4 separate regions of the Sus scrofa genome follow, and regions 1, 2 and 4 are each linked to region 3. A link is a contact called in public Hi-C and HiChIP or PLAC-seq data. All regions are on one chromosome and are shown on one strand. Each heading gives the region's core, a stretch centred on a gene start, on an enhancer-like site or on the middle of the called end of the contact. The rest is flanking DNA. Distances are from core to core; before and after follow the strand shown.

What was found. Hi-C and Micro-C count contacts between places; a contact is called where the count stands out from the background. HiChIP or PLAC-seq counts read pairs in DNA pulled down with a chosen protein or histone mark.
Region 1: a Hi-C map of subcutaneous adipose tissue shows a contact between it and region 3, with 1.6 times the contacts expected there. The contact joins the promoter of ETFBKMT here to the promoter of DNM1L in region 3. A contact is called at or near these places in 1 of 5 promoter capture datasets (liver) and 4 of 47 Hi-C or Micro-C datasets (embryonic fibroblasts, omental adipose tissue, retroperitoneal adipose tissue and 1 more).
Region 2: an H3K27ac HiChIP or PLAC-seq map of alveolar macrophages shows a contact between it and region 3. The contact joins the promoter of AMN1 here to the promoter of DNM1L in region 3. A contact is called at or near these places in 1 of 5 promoter capture datasets (liver), 2 of 47 Hi-C or Micro-C datasets (heart right ventricle and liver) and 1 of 2 datasets of contacts at active chromatin or transcription factors (alveolar macrophages).
Region 4: a contact with region 3 is called in a Hi-C map of subcutaneous adipose tissue, with 1.6 times the contacts expected there. The contact joins the promoter of KIAA1551 here to the promoter of DNM1L in region 3. A contact is called at or near these places in 1 of 5 promoter capture datasets (liver), 1 of 47 Hi-C or Micro-C datasets (subcutaneous adipose tissue) and 1 of 2 datasets of contacts at active chromatin or transcription factors (alveolar macrophages).

The regions. Positions count from the first base shown.
Region 1 is chr5:42,574,648-42,577,488 of Sscrofa11.1, forward strand. It overlaps ETFBKMT (electron transfer flavoprotein beta subunit lysine methyltransferase), which reads right to left and starts at 1,336. Exons shown (of 4, transcript XM_021092089.1): 1 at 1,183-1,336. LOC110260715 (a long non-coding RNA gene) reads left to right here and starts at 1,403. Exons shown (of 3, transcript XR_002344057.1): 1 at 1,403-1,531.
Region 2 is chr5:42,517,010-42,520,029 of Sscrofa11.1, forward strand. It overlaps AMN1 (protein AMN1 homolog), which reads left to right and starts at 1,557. Exons shown (of 7, transcript XM_021092088.1): 1 at 1,557-1,728.
Region 3 is chr5:41,634,762-41,638,005 of Sscrofa11.1, forward strand. It overlaps DNM1L (dynamin-1-like protein), which reads right to left and starts at 1,297. Exons shown (of 19, transcript XM_021092060.1): 1 at 1,046-1,297. The coding sequence starts at 1,147.
Region 4 is chr5:42,297,980-42,301,139 of Sscrofa11.1, forward strand. KIAA1551 (KIAA1551 ortholog) reads right to left here and starts at 1,513. Exons shown (of 6, transcript NM_001243821.1): 1 at 1,478-1,513; 2 at 54-142. LOC100511509 (a long non-coding RNA gene) reads left to right here and starts at 1,650. Exons shown (of 3, transcript XR_001308761.2): 1 at 1,650-2,051.

The DNA.
Region 1 (2,841 bases), core at 86-2,585, 940 kb after region 3:
ACAACTATAGAGGAGTTCGCTTCGTGGCTCAATGGTTAATGAACCCGACTAGGATCCATGAGCATGCAGGCTTGCTCCCTGGCCTCACTCAGTGGGTTAAGGATCCAGCGTTGCCCTGAGCTGTGGTGTAGGTCACAGGTGAGGCTCGGGTCCTGAGTTGCTGTGGCTGTGGTATAGGCTGGCAACTGAAGCTCCAATTTGACCCCTAGCCTGGGAACTTCCACATGCCTTAGGTGTGGCTCTAAAAAGCAAAAAAAAAAAAAAAAAAAAAAAAAACCTTTAGATTTAATTGTAATAAAAGAATATCAGCTCCCAAACCTCTTTCTGTAAATACCTCTGATGAGTCATCTTTACCAAAACTGGACTTAATATAAAAAGACACCTTGATAAGAATAAGCAGGAATGAAAGAGCAGTTTAAACAGAAATTATACACCCAGTTGTTTGAGACCTCTGATCTAATCTGCGTAAATATTTTAAAGTCTTATATCCACCCAAGTATTTAGAGTAGGGGCCCCAAGCTTAAATGCCTACCAGGGCTGGGCTGGTGATAGATGTATGATCCAGGCTGTTGTTAGATAACAGAGGGGCTGTGGCAAACTGTAAACTGTTTCAAAACAGTCCAAAAGGGCCGCAAACTGCTGCCAGCCAGGGACTCCTGGGCTGATCTCCCAATCGCTCAAGATAATCCAGATATTTACACATAAACTCTCACTTAAACTGGCACATAAACTGGCAACTAATTAAAATATCAAGACACAGGCGGGCCACAATGCCTCTCAGACCAGTTTGTGAACTCAGGATGGACCTCCAGTGGGTATTAATAAAATTAGCCCACGTTTATGCTTTTGGAATCCCAGGGTCTAGGCTGACCTCATTGGACTAATCCTGTGAGGACCGACCGGGTCAGCCCTTGAATCCCAAAAGTCCAAGGTTTAAAAAGAAATCAAATAGGAGATTGTGGACACCATTTCATCCAGACCGATGTCGCTCCCTCCCAAGCCAGCACCAATGAAACAGCACCCCTTATGAATATGTGATTATGTGCTGGACACTTGGTACGTGGAATGATTGCTAAGGAAAGAAGACGGGTTAAAAAGACGGGTCCAAAAGTATTAGCACGTGATTTCCCTCCAAGGAGAGAGTCAACCTTAAAGGGGCAGGCACAGTTCTCCTCTCCTTACCCGGCTGTGCTAACACCGCCTCAGGAAGCTAAGCACTGGGCACGTCTGTCACTCTCCTCTGCCCGTCTTTTTGCACCTTCTTTATGACTGCAAGCGGGGTCCAGCTTCCTCAGCCAAGCCGGCGCCCAGCCCAGCCCAGCCCAGCCCAGGCTCCGCCCTCCTTCCCGGCAGCGCCTTTTCTCCTTTCGCCTGCCCTTCTTAAAGGGACAGGAAGTTCGAAACCACCGGGCTTTCAGACCTCCCTTGGGAAATAGGGGAGCTACAAATACTGATTTCTTGAAGATCCACTTTGAAGCCCTGGAGCATCTGCTTCATGCCAGTCACACTCCTAAACACTGGGCATAGAATGGTGAGCAAAATAGACCTTTAATAAACCTTTAATAATGACGCTTACTTTTGGAGTTCCCGTCGTGGCTCAGTGGTTAACCAATCCAACTAGGAACCATGAGATTGAGGGTTCGATCCCTGGCCTTGCTCAGTGGGTTAAGGATCTGGTGTTGCCGTGAGCTGTAGTGTGGGTGGCAGATGCGGCTCAGATCCTGCGTTGCTGTGGCTGTGGCTTAGGCCAGTGGCTGCAGCTCTGATTAGACCCCTAGCCTGGGAACCTCCATATGCCGCGGGAGCGCCTCAAGAAAACGCAAAAAGACAATAATAATAATAATAATGACGCTTATGCTCAACTGTGATTAAATCATAATGTCCTCCCTGTTATAATTTCATGCATGCACAATCTTTTTAATTTTCTTAATTACAGTTTATTTCGATAGTACTCTCTGATTCTCTTGCTGTTAATAATTCTTTATTTTTTATTTTTTTGCTTTTTAGGGCTGCACCCTTGGCATTTGGAGGTTCCCAGGCTAGGAGTCCAGTGAGAGCTACAGCTCCGGCCTACACCAGAGTCACAGCAACACAGGATCTGAGCAGCTTCTAGGACCTACATCACAGCTCACCGAAGCGCCAGATCCTTAACCCACTGAGCGAGGCCAGGGATCAAACCATGGTTCCTAGTGGGATTTGTTTCCACTGCACCACGATGGGAACTCCCTGTTAATAATTCTTAACAGACATTAAAGATTAGTTTGCCTAAGAAATGTTGTTTTTTGAGTTTCCATTGTGGCTCAGCAGGTTAAGAACCAGAGTAGTATCCATGAGGATGGAGGTTCCATGGCTGGCTCAGTAGGTTAAGGATCCTGCGTTGTTACAAGCTGCAGTGTAGGTAGCATACATCGCTGAGGTGGGGTGTTACAGTGTGGGGCACAGGGATGCAGCTGCAGCTTCAATTTACTCCTGGCTGGGAACTTCCATATGCTGCAGGTATGGCTGTTAAAAAAAAGAGAGAAGTGTTGTTTTTAACTAGCTTCTGTATTCTATCCCACTGATAGTTTTTAAATTGATCTGCTTCTTTCCATCTCTCTTGCTATTGCCTTAGTTTCACTTTATGATTGCTTGCCTGAATTCCCATAACTGGTCTCTGCAATCCTGCTTTCCTCTAGCCCATTCTCTGTAGTGCAGCTTAAATTGTTGTCTCTGAAACTTTCATTCCATAGTCCAGAAAAAGGCTTTACATTCTTAAAATAATCCCAAAGAAACAGACTATAAGCCCATCACAGCCACAGCAGTGAGGGATCCAAGCTGTGTCTTCGACCTACACCAAAGCTG
Region 2 (3,020 bases), core at 307-2,806, 880 kb after region 3:
TAACTCCATTTTAGCACATTTTAGTTATTCTGATTGTTCTTTTACTTGTCTGGTTCAAGTGTTCACCATTGAACCCTCAGCACTGAGCATAACCCCTACCCTTTTTCAGCACACACCCTACCCTGGTGTGTGCTGACTGAATGAGCAGCATCCTGAAGAGATGAGAAAGATTGGGTTGCAACTTTCAATCAAAAGTTTACAAAGGGAAGAGAGACGAAAAAGCACCAAAAAGCAGCAAGTACTCTGCAGCTCAACCAAGGAGAGAGAACTCCACCTGGGAAAGAGGGCCTCTTCCTCACCCCGCCTTGGCCGTACTAGGCAGGCTTGAAGCAGCATCTCAATTCCCCAACCAGGAATTGAACCCAGGTAACAGCATGAGAACAACCAATCCTAATCACTGGACCACCTGAGAACTTCCAGAGGGCTCCTTCTTTGGAGTCCTTTCTGATTGGAACACAAACTCTTCTTCTACCCCCGCCAGGATGAAATTCTTACTGAGCATTTTGTACATATGTAGTGCCACTCATCTGTAAAAAAAATGCTAAAAAATTCCGACTTTACAGGATTAAATGAATGTGGTTAATTATGGAAAACACGTAGCTCAGTATGCGCTTTAGAGAAAGTGCTAGGTAAATGGCAGTCACTCTCAGATCCTCTAAACCTCTCTGACGGTCACGGAGTCTGTATCCCAGCGGTCACCGACATACCCCGCCAAAGGCACGGCCCAGCATCGGACGTAAAAGCAGTGACCTCGCGCGGCTCGGAGGATACTGGGCTAGGCTGCGCGCCCTCCTGGCCCACTCTGGAACCCACCAGAGTTGGGGACACCGTCAACAGAACAATAACCGCCACAGCGCTTACCGAAGGGTTAGGTTCCCCTCGATTTTATACGGCCTCCGCTAGGGCGCCGCGCGCAAGGCTCCGCCCCTTGGGCGCCGCGCGCAAGGCTCCGCCCCTTGGGCGCCGCGCGCAAGGCTCCGCCCCTTGGGCGCCGCGCGCAAGGCTCCGCCCCTTGGGCGCCGCGCGCAAGGCTCCGCCCCTTGGGCGCCGCGCGCAAGGCTCCGCCCCTTGGGCGCCGCGCGCAAGGCTCCGCCCCTTGGGCGCCGCGCGCAAGGCTCCGCCCCTTGGGCGCCGCGCGCAAGGCTCCGCCCCTTGGGCGCCGCGCGCAAGGCTCCGCCCCTTGGGCGCCGCGCGCAAGGCTCCGCCCCTTGGGCGCCGCGCGCAAGGCTCCGCCCCTTGGGCGCCGCGCGCAAGGCTCCGCCCCTTGGGCGCCGCGCGCAAGGCTCCGCCCCTTGGGCGCCGCGCGCAAGGCTCCGCCCCTTGGGCGCCGCGCGCAAGGCTCCGCCCCTTGGGCGCCGCGCGCAAGGCTCCGCCCCTTGGGCGCCGCGCGCAAGGCTCCGCCCCTTGGGCGCCGCGCGCAAGGCTCCGCCCCTTGGGCGCCGCGCGCAAGGCTCCGCCCCTTGGGCGCCGCGCGCAAGGCTCCGCCCCTTGGGCGCCGCGCGCAAGGCTCCGCCCCTTGGGCGCCGCGCGCAAGGCTCCGCCCCTTGGGCGGGGCTCGGCTTTGCCCCTGCAGCGCGAGCGCGCCCGCGCCGCGCTACCGGAAGAGGCGGGGCCGCCACGCATCACGCGGGGGGCGGGAGTTGACAGACTGTCTCTGGCTGGATTTCGGCGGCCCCGGAACCGTGGAAGAGGTTCCCGAGGGCCGCTACGATGCCCTCCCCGGAGCGGGTCAGTCAGCTCCTGGACCTGTGAGTTGGCCCCGGCCCGCCTCCCTTCGCCCCGCCGCGGCACCACCCGCCGCCCCGCGCGGCTCTCCTTCCCCGCCCCCTTCCCGCCTCTGACCGCTGAGAAGGCCCCGCAGGTGTTTCCACTCCTGGATCCCAGACTTGTGCTCTCCTCACTGAGGAAGGTCAGGCCAAAAGGGTTGCCTAGCGAGCTTGCCTGTCTGTCCTTTATAGGTGTCCGAACTCAGCTTTGACAGCTCCACACTCAGGGAGTTCCTGGCAGTGGCCTGTCTGATGGGAGCTGAAAGCCTTGATAAAACAAAACATTAGATGGGGTACTCAGAAGCCTTCAGCAAAGTTCCACCCAGTTACTATAATGGGGATAAATATTGATTCCCTTTTTGTAGCGCTCAAATTCTCGATTGCGCTTGCTGGGTTCAGTTCCTGGCTCTGCTGTTCACCAGCTGTGTAACCATGGAAAGTAATTTCATCTCTCTGTGCCCAAGTTCTTGACCTACAATATTAGTATACCTATCTCATGACATTGTAGTGAGGATTAAATTTAACATATTAAAAGTTTAGAAGGCTGCCTAGTATTAAAATTAAGAGAGCTTTCCTTGATATATTTTATTGGCGGAGAAACCAGAAGCACAGAGACATGTAGTTACCCAGTGATTTATGAGGTGAGCACGTTAAGGTTGTTTAACCTTTGCAATGGTCATTGCAGTGGGAGTTTACAGATGGCAGGGGATTGGTTAAAAGTGCTTATTTTATGCAGATATTTTAAGAAGACTATTTAAGTTGATTATCAGAGGCATTTATAAGAAATAACCTAAATTTCACTTACGTTCATGAAATAATCTAGGTTCAGTTTTGATTACATGGCCTAACTGGCTTGGTCAGTTTGGGGAATTTTCAAGCCTGGTCTCCATTTTATTTTATTTAATAAATCCCCGACTTCTGGTCATTGTCTTAGCAAGCTGATACTGTAAACCAATATAGTGTTACTCTCACTACCTCATTTGATGTAGTCATGGAGGTGAACGGTCAGGTAACTGCTGTTACTGATAGTTTCGTAATCACCCTAGGCAGTGGCAGTGGGATCACTGAGTTCTTTTAGCTGTCTTATCCTGATGGATTTCATTTGCTATGTGAGTGGCTGCTCAATTTAAAGACATTTAAAACTCTTGAGAGGGAGTTTCTATTATAGTTCAGCAGGTTAAGGACCCAACGTCGTCTCTATGAGGATGCTGGTTCGATGCCTGGATCTGGCATTGCCACAAGCTGTGGTGTAGG
Region 3 (3,244 bases), core at 47-2,546:
ACCCCCCACACACAGCCACCTTACAAAGGATGGCTATGGTTTCCAAGGTTTCCAGTGTCTGGACATACCCCATTATATTTTGAACATTAAATTTCCTCTCAAAATATGTATACTGTATATTTTTAAATTGTAGCAAGATGTAGCGATGCACCTCCTAGAAAGAGAGGAAACTGTCCCCTTCCCAATAGAAAAATCATTAAAAAATGAAAGCACTTAATACAGTAAGCTCTTAAAATGCGTTTCCCCAATAAAAACGGCCTATAGTTGATTTCTCTTCAACCAAGAAAAGCAGGAGGCAGAGAAAATGAAACATACACTTCTCTGGCATTCTAGAAATAGCATTTATTTCCTCAACATTTCTGCATGTAAAAATGTGCTATCTATAAGAAAAACAACATCAAAAGACCAGAGAACCTTGATGCTCAATTTAGATGGAAGACAAAAACCACACAGCCTACGCAGAAAAACGGGATAACCCTTCCTAATACCCACAAACTCCAAGTACAAGTTGGTTTGGGTCTTTCTGTTTGTTTGTTTTTAACTGCTTCTGGAAACCTGAATTACACTGCAAGAAAACACTCAGGTGCCACACAAACGGCCTTCTCGGTCCGGGCCCCGCGGTTCCAAAACTGACTCCACAGCCCCTGAGGGAGGGAAATACCCCAACGCCCTGAAACCAAACCACAAGGGACTGCCAGGTCCCGCGTGCACAATGTGGCCTCGCGTGCCCCGCGCGTCCCCCAGGTGCCCTTGGAAGCAGCGGCCCGCGGGCGAAGCCGCGCCCGGTCCCCGCTGACTCCAGTTCCGCCTGCAGGTCCGTCCCTCCCCCATCCCGCCCCCGAGACCCGCGGGACCCGCCGCGCCGGCTCCGCCCCTCGCCTCCCGGCCAGGCCCTGGACTCCAAGCCCTGGGGCACTGCAGCCCCGGGTGCCCAGGCGCGGCGGCACAGGCCGCGAAGGCCAGCCTGGGAGCCAGCGCTGCCGCAGCCCCGTCCAGGCCCGTACCCCAGGTTCTGGCCTGGGCAGAGGCCGCCTTCGTCCCTCACCTGCGTTCCCACCACTACGATCTGAGGCAACTGGATGATGTCAGCGCCCACAGTGTTGAAGACGTCCTGCAGCTTGTTGATAACAGGAATTAGTGCCTCCATGACTCGGAAAACACGGGACCCCCGCCCGGCCGGCCGCGGCAATGAATGGGGCCGGGGCCCAGAGTCCTCCTTCCTCCTCTCCTCCGCCCTCTCCTCCGGAGCCGGCACCCATTGGACCCCGCCCGCCAGCTACCTGCCCCCTCCCGACAGACAATGCGCCAAGGGGGCGGTGCAGAGAAACAAAGGCTGCCGGGAGTTGTAGTTCTATCACGGAGGACTGCTGGAGCCTACAACTTCCAGAACGCTGCGCGAAGCTGGAGGGACTTGAGCTGGGAGAGAAGGGCCCTTGGGGCCAGGATGCTTGGCTGACTTCTGTCAAAAGATTAGGGAGCTAGGCTCAGAGAGTCGGCAGGAAGAGATATATTTATGCCTGTCCTCGGAGCAAAATGGGTGTGAAAATTCCGGGCACGAATACGTACTAAGTATAGCTGAGTCTCTTGTTTATCCAGCACGTCTTTTCCTAATAAGGATGCTTTTTCGTGTGTGTGTGTGTGTGTGTGTGTGTGTGTGTGTGTGTGTGTGTGTGTGTGTGTGTGTGTGTTGGGGGGAGGGAGGATTTGAAAGGCTTAAAGAATAGCTCTTAGCCTCAGATACCCCAGACCAGGTTGGAACACAAGGATTCTCCAGGATATTTGTTGAAATGTATTCAGAAAGAATCTGAAAGTGTCAGAGTTTTAGAGGGGAAGGGCTGAGCTCTCATTCTCTATATTCTGTATAAATCTTTATTCACTGTGGCCTGATTCTTAGCAAAGTGGAGATCTGATACCTGCCTTACTGGCTGTTTGCTAAGTGTCTTCTGTTCTATTCCTAAATGTTTTTCTTGTAAAACAGGTATCTCTCATTTATTGTAAACCTTTGAAGTTTCCTCTCTCAAAAAAAAAAAAAAAAAGGTGACATCGGAGCAAAGACCCAAGGTAGGTGAGGAGAAAGACTACTTGCCCACTTCATTTTTCTACATAGCATGTATCCCCATCTAACATGCTACATATGCTACATACTGACCTTGTTTACTATCTCTCTCCTCTAGATTATTAGCTCCTAAAGACCAAGGACTTTTGACTGTTTAATTCACTGATACATCCGTAGCCCCTGGAAGGTGACAAACAGGATATTCCCAATCGTAGTACCCTCTTAGTTTACAGTCTAATAGAGGGTGATGCCATTATAGACAAATAGGTTAAGTGCTTTAACTGGGTATTATGAAATACTTTTTCTAGCCCGAAGGGGAAGTGAAAGTTCATGCAAGACTTCCTAAAAGTCACTAGATATAATCTCCTTTAGAGCAAGGACCACCTCCAGTAGTGGAAGTTGTGCTTCAGTGGTTAATAGAACTTTAGGTACCCCTAACCTGCACAGCCATACACGGTAGCCCCGGGGAAGGGCATGCTTGATTTGTTCAGCAGGACACATGGTACTTAATAAATACTTTGAACAAATGAATTAAATATCATCTAAGCGAAGACCTAAAGGTCCACTAGTGGTGTTTCTGGCATCAAGTCTCAGGAACATTTCTTCTAATTCTTTTTTTGTTGTTGTTTTTGCTTTTTAGAGCCACACCCGCAGCATATGGATGTTCTCAGGCTAGGGGTCTAATCAGAGCTGTAGCCAACAGCCTACGGCACAGCCATGGCAACGCCAGATCCAAGCTGTGTCTGCGACCTACACCACAGCTCAGGGCAGTGCCAGATCCTTAACCCACTGAGGGAGGCCATGGGTTGAATCTGCAACCTCATGGTTACTAGTTGGATTCATTTTTGCTGCACCACTACAGGAACTCCCCTAATTCTTTTTTTATTTTCAGAGACATAATGAGACAAAAATTTCAGAACTCCAAAAATAGAAAGCAGACCAAAGAGATATATTCCAAGTCCTTTTATTTTCTACCAAAGATAATATTATATAACAGCCAGATGTTACCCACTTTGTTTCTCAGTCCTCTGTTGATGGAGCTTTTGTTCCCTTCTTTTTCTCTGAGAAGTCAAAGAAGAAAAGGCAGACGAATGGAGAGGGTAGGCTCACAGTGAAGCTTAAAATGCATAACCAGTAACTGCTTCACAGGGGCAGGGTGCCCTGGGGCAACAACAATGCAACAACAAT
Region 4 (3,160 bases), core at 263-2,762, 660 kb after region 3:
TTTGTTTCATAACAGATACATTAGAATAAACTTCTCAGAGATGGCACACTTACCTTTAAATAGTTACTCCTTCATTATTTTGTATATTCCCATTTCCTTCCAAACATGTCAGTACCTGCATACAGTGTTTACTTCTTTGGTCCTAGGGACAGCAAGAAACATTTTATATAACTGTAGTTTAATATAAAACTTACACTTTATTTATATAAAACTCACTTAAACTTACAATAAAAAATACACGCTAAAAGTTTTACCGTGTATTTTTATTAGCGATGGGACAGTACTGTGCAAAACTGTGTTCCTTAAAGCTGTACCAAAAGCACACTAAGTTTACTGATTTTTTTTCTAAAAGGGTAAAGTAACAAAGAAACCAGGTCTGCCCTAAAATACCTTCACTTTTTAAGTGAGAATTTATGTGCGCTCCTCCTGGCCCATTATTATCCTATTATTTATTCTAAAACACTTTTCTTCATTGGATTAGTAAATGAGAATCCGGCCGCACTGGGAAAAAAACCCAAAAACAAAAAGTAACTAATTCATAAATGTTCACATCCAATAAAACTTCAATTGATTTACAATGAACAGGTGAATCAGGGAAAATCCGCAAACAAGCCCTGCGACCCGCCTATTAAAATGCACGCAGGCTCATTCACATCACCTGCAAGTTTCTTTATTTCGAAAGTAGGCACTTAGAGTATTACAAATAAATTGTTTTCACTGAAACGATTCCCTGAAAGCCTGCTGCTGAACTCGGGTCCCTAAGGACATCTGCTTCGGCAATTCCAGTCCCTGGAGAACATTTAAAATCCGTGCGCATTTATGCATTTAAAAATGCCTCGAGGAACTAACTTCCTCAGGAGCAGAAAGCATCCCCGGCATAATCGCGTTCGCGGGCCACTTGGAGACGTAACCTGAGCAATTCAGTTTTAGGAGGTTCAGGATAATGGGGGGCGGGGAGTAAAGGATCATTCGAGAAACACATACAAAACAAAAAATTTCTTTCCAAGCCGGAGACAGGAAACAATTAAAAACATCAGCTACTCTCACATCCACCAGCCTGACCAATCATCTTGGAGTTTAAGAAAATGCGTCCTCGCGGTCGCCACCCGCTACCTCTACCATGAGGAGTAAGGTGATCCACAGAAAACACCCGGCGAGGCGCCGCCCTCCCGGTCGCGCTCGGCGTCCTCTACTGCTCCGAGGCCGCCCGCGCCGCGGGAGGGCAGCGGGCCGCGGCCGGCGGGCCAGCCGAGCTCTGGGCGGTGGCCAGAGGGGCGCGCGAGCCGCGGGCCGAGGCCCAAGTCTCCCCCGCCACCACCAGCCCCGACTGCTACCCAGTCCCCGCCGCAGAACAAAAGCGCTCCCCGCCGCGCGCCCAGCCCCCGCCCCTGGGCACTTCGGCCCCCGGAGCCCCGCGCCCGGCCGAGGACCAGAGAATAGGAACGAGTGGCGGCCGGGAACCAGGTCTCTCACTTACCGATGGGCGCATAAACCAGCCAGAGCGAGCTGGGAGGACGCGTCTGCGGAGCGGCCCTGGAGTTTAAGTCAACTCGGGTCCGCCTCCAGGGGCGTGTCGAGCTGGAGGCCGGGCTCCCGGAACAGCTGGACTCCGCCCTGTGCGCAAAGGCAGCTGAGAGACCCGGTCCCCCGCGCAGCGCTGTGGTCCTAGTGCCACTCAGATGAAGTAGAGTCCGGGCCATCCCGGCTCACCAGTCATCTCCCGAGCTTGCAAAACATGTTCACGTTATCTGACGAAGAAAACTTCTCCAGCAGTGGCCCTCCGCCTTTAGCTTGCATTAGAATCTCGCGAAGGACTTGTTAAAAGGGTACTGAAGAGCATCACCAGCAAAACTGCCAATTCAGTAATTCTAACTCCGCGCTGAAAATGTATGTTTCTAACAAGGGAGATCATCCATTAATGCAAAGGACCCTTCTGAAAAAAAGGTAATAGGCTCTTTTTCTAGGAGGATTTTGATAGGAGAAAGTTGTGAAAATGAAGGGAAACCTCACCAAAATGAAGTTGGGAGGCCAGAAGAGGGAGCTCTCATGCAGTAAGTATCTCTCCATGTTAATTATAGAAAAAATTATAGGAAATTATAGGAAAAATTGTCAATTATAAGTCCAAACAGGAAAAGATGTACCCTTGGATCTCATTCAAGAAATAGAGCACTGGAGTTCCCGTCGTGGCTCAGTGGTTAAGGAATCCTCTAGGAACCATAAGGTTGGGTTCAATCCCTGGCCTTGCTCAGTGGGTTAAGGATCGCGCGTTGCTGTGAGCTGTGGTGTAGGCTGCAGACACGGCTCTGATCCCGAGTTGCAGTGGCTCTGGCGTAGGCTGGCAGCTACAGCTCCAATTAGACCCGGAGTCTTGGAACCTCCATATGCCACAGGTGCGGCCCTAGAAAAGGCAAAAATACCAAAAAAAAAAAAAAAAAAGAAGAAGAATAGACTACTGATACTAGAATCCAGGTTCTCATTCATGAAGTCAAAGAATGAACTTGGAGAACACACAGGCAAACAAAAGTCTTCATTACAGGAAGGCAGACAGCTCCCAGCACAGACACTGGGAAGGGGAGGAAGAGTTACCATCCTCTGATTTTCTTTTGTTGTTGTTGTTGTTGATAAATTTACTTATTTATTTTAATGATTTTTTTTCCATTATAGTTGGTTTACAAGTGTTCTGTCAATTTTCTACTGTACAGAAAGTCACCCAGTCAGACATATATATATATGTGTGTGTGTGTGTGTGTATATACATTCTTTTTCTCACGTTATCCTCCATCATGCTCTATCACAACTGACTAGATGTAGTTTCCAGGGCTATACAGCAGGATCTCCTTGTTTATCCATTCCAAATGCAATAGTTTGCATCTATTAACACCAGATTCCCAGTCCATCCCACTCCCTCCCACTTGGCAACCATAAGTCTGTTCTCCAAGTCATGAGTTTCTTTTCTGTGGAAAGGTTCCTTTGTGCTGTATACTAGATTCCAGATGTAAGTGATATCAAATGGTTTTTGTCTTTCTCTTTCTGACTTTACTAAGTATGAGAGTCTCTAGTTCCATCCACACTGTTGCAAATGGCATTATTTTGTTCTTTTTTACAGCTGAGTAGTATTCTATTATATATGTATGTATCTCACATCATCTTAATCCGTTCA